2 separate regions of the Pan troglodytes genome follow, and region 1 is linked to region 2. A link is a contact called in public HiChIP or PLAC-seq data. All regions are on one chromosome and are shown on one strand. The core of a region is the stretch at or near the end of the contact, and the rest is flanking DNA. Distances in the headings are between cores, read along the strand shown. Region 1 holds the start of IRX6 (iroquois homeobox 6). Region 2 holds the start of LOC746904 (colorectal neoplasia differentially expressed).

Region 1 (3,241 bases), core at 117-2,616, 400 kb before region 2:
CTTCTTTCTTTCTTTCTCTCTTTCTTTCTCTTTCTTTCTTTCTTTCTTTCTCTCTCTCTCTTTCTTTTTCTTTCTTTCTTTCTTTCCTTATTTCTTTCTTTCTTTTCTTTCTTTCTTTCTCTCCCGGCCACCTCAGACTTCTGTATAGGAGGAGGCCTGACTGGGAGATCCCTGTGATCCCACCCACCTCACTGAGCGCGTGGTCAGAGTGCTCATGTTTCAGGTCACAAGATTTTCCAGCGTGCACTCCGGGGTGAAACGTTCTCATTTAGGGACTGGGGATGTCAGAGGAGGCTGTGACACATTACCCTGGTCCTTGCTCCTTCTGGCTTCCCCCAGGACACAAGAGGAGGAAGATCAGAGGCAGGCGCCGTGCACTAGGCACTCCCTCCACCCAGTCTGTCCCCTACCCCCCATAGAGGCGCCTCTTACCTGGGAAGCGCCGCGGTACGGGTGTCCAAAGTGTGGAAAGGACATGGTGGCTGTCCCTGGCCCGTCTCTCTCTTCCCTGTCGAGTTCCCGTCTCAGCCCAGCTGTTCCGCGCCCCCAGCAGTGAGGCGTCTCAGTTCCTTACACCGCTGCGGATGCCCAGCGCCGGTTCCTTCGCCTGGTTGGCCCCAGTGGAGGCAGAGCCGAGGGCAGCCCGGCTGCCGAGCCCTGCGCTCCGGAAGGCGCCCCTCCGGCCCGTGGGGTCCGGAAGACAGAAGGGCCCATGGATGGGCAGGGGAAGGAAGAAGATGCGGGTTCCCAAAGGCGCGTGGTGGCGAGGTGAGGCGCGGCGCGGCGCGGGGCTGTGAGGCTCCGGAGGTGTCCCAGTCCAAGGTGGCCAGAGGCTCAATGTGACGTCACGGTAATCCCGGGCCGCCAGACGGGACCCCGGGCCCCGGGACCCTGGGCCACCAAGCGTGCCAAGCGCAGCCAGCCCGTGCGCGCGCGCGCACTCTCATCCACACTCACACTTGCTCCGGGAGGTTTGTGCAGCTGGCGAGGAACGTCAAAAACCCTGACCCTCTCTGCTCGGCGCTGAATCCTACCCCTTTTCGCCTGGAGCTCACGCGCGCGCGCACACACACACAACCTCTCTAAATTACCCGGGAGAAGTAGGAGAAACGCCTCCCTCTGAGCCGCGCAGGCCCCGGGCGCAGCGCGCTCACCTCCTCCCCTGCGGCCCGGAGGAGGCGAGAGGCAACCGGGACGGCGAGGGAGGAGAGAATACAAAAGAAGAGACAGGAGAAAAGTGGGGGAGAAAGGCAAGAGGGAGAAGGAGGAGGGGAGAGGGGAGACAGGAGTCTGAGTGAACAGAGGCGCGCGGGGGAGGGGGAGGGAGCTGGGGTGGGCGAAGGCTGGGCGGAGGCTGAGCACTGGCAGGTGGAGGAGAGCAGAGGCCCGGGGGAGAAGTCTCCAGCCCGGTTCCTCCGCCCCTGCGCTGAAGTAAAGTTTGTTCACGCCACAGGCCCGGCTCTCGTTGGAGCAGCTCCGGGCAGCGTCGGTGGATCCCACTGGCCCGCCCATCTTTGTCCTCGGGGATCTGGTTCCCCGCCTTAGCCTCCCCAGGACTCGGGCTAGATTCCGGCTCTCCAAGCCCTGGCCCGGCCCAGGGCCTTGACCTTGGAGCTTCTGCAGCTGCCTGGTCCTCGAGTAGGCCGGATAGCGCCCCCTCGAGGCCGAGGCTCGGGATCCCTCAGATTCCGTCGGGAAACTCGCCAGGTCCGATCCCTGGCAGCCGCAGGCTGCTTGCTAAGATCCCTGGCCATCTCCTCCGAAGGCAAGGCTTGGCTGCCTCGCGCGCGCGCCTCCCGCAGTGGCCGCGGGGCAGCCAGGGAGCCTGAAGAAGGCGCCCGGTCCGGGCTGCAGCCCCTGCGCTCCGCTGGGGGTGGCGCTGGAGAGCCGCAGTGGAGCGCTCCGGGAGGGCGGCCCATTCCCTGCGCTCCTCCTGGATGCCGGGCTGGGCCCAGCGGTCTGACCACCCCCTCACTCCATCCCAGGGGTCTTCAAAGGGGCACTGATGGGTGGGCGGTGGCGGGGGTGGGGGAGGCTCGTTGGTACCCAGGAAGGGGCTACCTCCTCTAGGCCTGGCCCCGAGACATGGAACCTCCAATTTGCGAGCACGGTAGACTGCACATCTGAAGGCTCAGTACTCTGGCCCCAGCTGCCCTTCTGAGAGCCTCCAACCCGCGACGTCTAGGGGTGAAAAGGGACTGTCGGTCTGGTAGGGGAAGGTCTTCGGTGGGCACTGCAGGGATCCAGTGGGATTTGCAGGCCAGAAACCTCAGAAAGCCTTGCCTTTCACTTACCGGGGTCACCGCGCTTTATACTTTTAAAATGCTCTCCCAGGCTCTTACTGCAACTCCTCCAAGGAGCCATAGGGGTTGGTTCAAGGGCCCAGTTTTATTTTCTAGTTGAAACGCGAGAGCCTGTGGCCCAGAAGATAGCAACGGCTCTGGGTTCTTGTATGAGGCGGGGCAAGGTCTGGGGCCCTGGACGGGGCGTACCTCAACTCCAAGTTTGCCACTAGCACCTTTCTCTGATCTCTTTAGCATGACATCTCTAAAACACATTCTGCAGAATGCTCAAGGAGCTTAAAGAAGCCACAAACCAGAGACTCCTCTGCTTAAGAGATTGTTAACATGGGGACAAGCTCCATTCTAAATACTAACAAACACAGCTACTGCTGCTGCTGCTGCTGTTACCTTGGAGAAACCTTGCGTTCATCCAGGGAAACTCCTAGTTAGAAAAAGAATTATAGTCCTCACCAGATTGACTTAGTGATAAAAATTCACAGTAATAGATAGATCCCTTGATTTTTCAAAATGCACTTTGGAACTATCCACACACTTGCAGCTTGGATACATCTATGCTATTTTTTTAAAGTAAGAATTGGAGAGTATTCATTAAATTCATCCCTTGGGGAAGATTACTGCTAATTAATTAATTGCAAACATTTCCAGAGGGAAGGTATGTCAATTGTAAAGTAATAAAATTAGATAGTAGAAATACTGACTCAGCAACTTCGATTGCCCATTTGTTCCTAAGCAGAATTTTTTTTTTTAATTTTATGACAGAAAAATGGGGCTGGTGGTGGAGAAAAAGCATTAGCCCTGTCCCTTGGCGATATGGTTGCAAAGGAGAAACTACCATATAGGATTTATTGATTTTTAGCTGATTTATAAGACCTCTGTTTTATCAATGCTGTGTGCAGGGCCTCCAGGCCTACTTCTTGTCTTTGCTCTCTAGGATTTGA
Region 2 (2,994 bases), core at 435-2,934:
GGCCCCAGGATGACAATCACATCCCAGGAGCGCCGATCTCTTCCAACTTTCCTCTTCTGCTAACTCGGGGCGGAGTGGCAGTCCCGCCGCCCCGAAGCACAAAGGGAACAAGGCCGCGGGCTGTGCGCCGGCGAACGCTCTGCGCTCTCCTAGCCACAGTAGGTCGCGGACTTAGCGGATTTCTTGTTCTCCGGCAGACTGGGCTCCGAGGCCATTCGTTGCCCACCCCCCTCTGGCGTCTTCCCCAAGCCAGGGGGCCCGGAGAGCCAGCTGGAGATCCGGAATGAAAGTCTCTGGGAGAGCCGATGGATGGCCCGCGCCCAGGGCGCAGGAAGTCCGGGATGACTGCCCCTCTGCGCCGGCAGCAGCAGGTGGGCGAGAGACAGGCCTCATGAGGTCTGCACGTCTCCGCCTCGCCTTCCTTCTACCGACCCCCCGCCGGACGGCGAGGGAGAAGACACTGGTGCCTGGAACTACCGGGGTAGCCTTTTTCTAGAGTAGGGGTGGTGGGCAAGAACTGCCAGACAGAGAATCAGCTACACCCGAGGAGGTCTCGGGACCGTCCCCAGCTCCACTCCCACGCCTCGCAGCCTCTTTCTCCCGGTTTTCCCACCGCACGCAGCTCGCACCGCCGAGTCGGTGGTGGTGGAGGGTGCGGGTCCCCTTCCCTTTTGTTTAACTACGTCGCCTTCCCCTTCGCACGCACTCTCGCATCCGCCCACGCTCCACTGCAAACACTGGGCAGAGCAGTGCCCAACCCAACCACTGTTTGTTCAGCGAGGCGCTGGCGAGGCAAACACACACAACTGAGTCAGAGGCAGAGCCCTTGCCCACGACGGCCACACAGTTAGAATACAAAACAGACCCTCTCCTCTTCTCTCCACCTCCCGCCACCACAAGCCACGGACGCACTCGAACTCTGGGACAGACAGGGGCGCTGGTGAACCAGGACAGAAGATGGCACAGGTTTGGGCACGCCGCGGAAGCTCGGGATATCGGGAACTTCGCATAATGGGGCCACACGCAAGCCGAAGCATAACTATATACAAAGTTTCTCGCATTGACTTTGACGGGCGAGATGTACTTTATTTCGCGAGCTCACACTAACCCACCGCCGCACCGGCAACCGCTCGGTGCTGCGCTCTCGTGCACGCGCGTTGGCTCCTCCCCTCCGTCTCCTCCCCTCCCCCAGACACCGCCCACCAAGAGGCCTGAGCGGTTCAGACTACATTCTCCGAGAGCCCCTGGGTCCGCCCAGCCCAGTGCCTGACACCTCCTTCACCTATGATTGGGCGCTGGCCTCCCTGGGCTCCGCCCCCTGGTGACGTAACCCCGCTTTCCTCCGAGTCTCGGCGCCAAAGGGGCGGGGCGGGGCGGGGTCTCGATCGCGCTATTGTCATGGAGACGGGAAGCTGGCTGCAGCGGCGGCGGGGACCGTGGGGCCGAGGTGGCTGCCAGCCGGCCAATGTCTAAGCGAGGCGGAGCGGCCCAGGCGGCCTGAGCCTGGGGGAGCGCGCAGCCGGCCAGTGGCGGCCTCGCCGGCGGCCTCTTCCCGGGCTCGCAGTAGGCCCGAGTCGTCGCCGGGAGCTCCCGGGAGCAGCGTCCACGCCCTGCTCCCCTCGCTCCCGCCTCTTGCGGCCCCACGGCCCCTCAGCGCCCGCCCCCGGCTCCGCCCGCCGCAGCCGCAGCCCCTGGCGCTAACGGTCGGTAACGGCCCGCGCGCGCCGCCCGCCGGGGGCTCGCGCCAGCCACGAGGGAGCGTCCGCGGCCCGCGCGCCCGCGCGGCGGAGGAGAGGTGAGCCCCGGCCCGGGCCAGGCCCTCTGGCCGCGCCGTCCACCCCTCTAGTCGTGTCCCCTCGTGGGCCGAACGGACGCAGCGGTGCCCCGCGCCCGGCCAGACGTCCCGTGGGCTAGGGCCTGGGCCTCGGGCCGCGTCGGCGCCGGACGAGCCTCTCCGGGTGTCGGGGTTCGGGGCGGGCGCGCGTGGGCGTGGCTCCTCTGTCCACGCCTGTTCCCTTCGTCGCCGCGGCTCTCGTCCGGGACACGGCTTTCCGGAGTAGAGCCCTTGGAGGTTTGTGCCACCGAGAACCCGAGTCTGTCACACAGACATCCTCATTACATCATCCTGCCACTCCGGCAGTCCCGCGCTTTCTCCCCCCCGCCCCCGCCCCCGCCCCCGCCCCGTGGCTTGTTTGTTGGTTGTTTTTTTAATTTTTTTAACCCCTTTTCTCGTACTGTTTTCTTTTTGGTGTCAGGGGCTGGAGAGACTCCTGCAAGATATTGAGGCATTTAGAATGTATGGTTCTGTTGCCGTGGTTGTCACCTCCGCTCTACGTCAAATTTAAGACTCATTTCTTAAGGATGTCTCTATTTTCTGCTTTATTTGCACATTGATGGCTCTGCTGCTCAGCTGGCCACGGCCGCCCGGCGTCTGAGATAGAATTGTGTTAATATGAGAAAGGGAACGGCCGATCATGATTAGCAGGCAGACGGCATGCAGATAGCATCTGGCGGGTTTTCTCCGTTTTTATATGAAAGCGTTCACTTTTTTGCTGGTAAACACGAGGTTTTAACTTTTTATCTGGGTAGTGGTGACCATTTGTTTCACTCTCCCCTCCTTTTTACTTCCTATTCATTAGCTTTTCCGTTTGGAAAGCTGCATACTTGTTAGCGGTAGTTTGGTGTCTTGACTCTGAAGCTTTCTCTTCCAGCAGAGGTGGGATCTGTATCCCTCCCATCCTAGGTTACCAAGAAGACTTTTTCTCCCCTTACTTTCTGTTGAATTTGTGTCTTTCCAAACATTTAAACTTACACTAGGGATAAGTTTGCTCGGGTTGTTTTTGACGTAGGACTATTAAATATTCTCATTTTGAAACTTCCTAAAGGTTTATTGGTTTGTCATGTCTGCACGGATCCAGTTTCGCATAACTCTTAAAATTTAAAGCTTTAAAGTACGATTCGCAATTGTATTGTCAGGACATGGCCCTAGAGCTT

What was found. HiChIP or PLAC-seq counts read pairs in DNA pulled down with a chosen protein or histone mark.
Region 1: a contact with region 2 is called in an H3K4me3 HiChIP or PLAC-seq map of stem cell-derived excitatory neurons, with 8 times the contacts expected there. The contact joins the promoter of IRX6 here to the promoter of LOC746904 in region 2. A contact is called at or near these places in 3 of 7 Hi-C or Micro-C datasets (induced pluripotent stem cells and stem cell-derived neural progenitor cells), 1 of 1 datasets of contacts at active chromatin or transcription factors (stem cell-derived excitatory neurons) and 1 of 1 other capture datasets (stem cell-derived neural stem cells).

The regions. Positions count from the first base shown.
Region 1 is chr18:53,276,974-53,280,214 of NHGRI_mPanTro3-v2.0_pri, reverse strand. It overlaps IRX6 (iroquois homeobox 6), which reads right to left and starts at 1,366. Exons shown (of 6, transcript XM_001167355.6): 1 at 433-1,366. The coding sequence starts at 477.
Region 2 is chr18:52,879,718-52,882,711 of NHGRI_mPanTro3-v2.0_pri, reverse strand. It overlaps LOC746904 (colorectal neoplasia differentially expressed), which reads left to right and starts at 1,684. Exons shown (of 5, transcript XM_016929855.4): 1 at 1,684-1,795.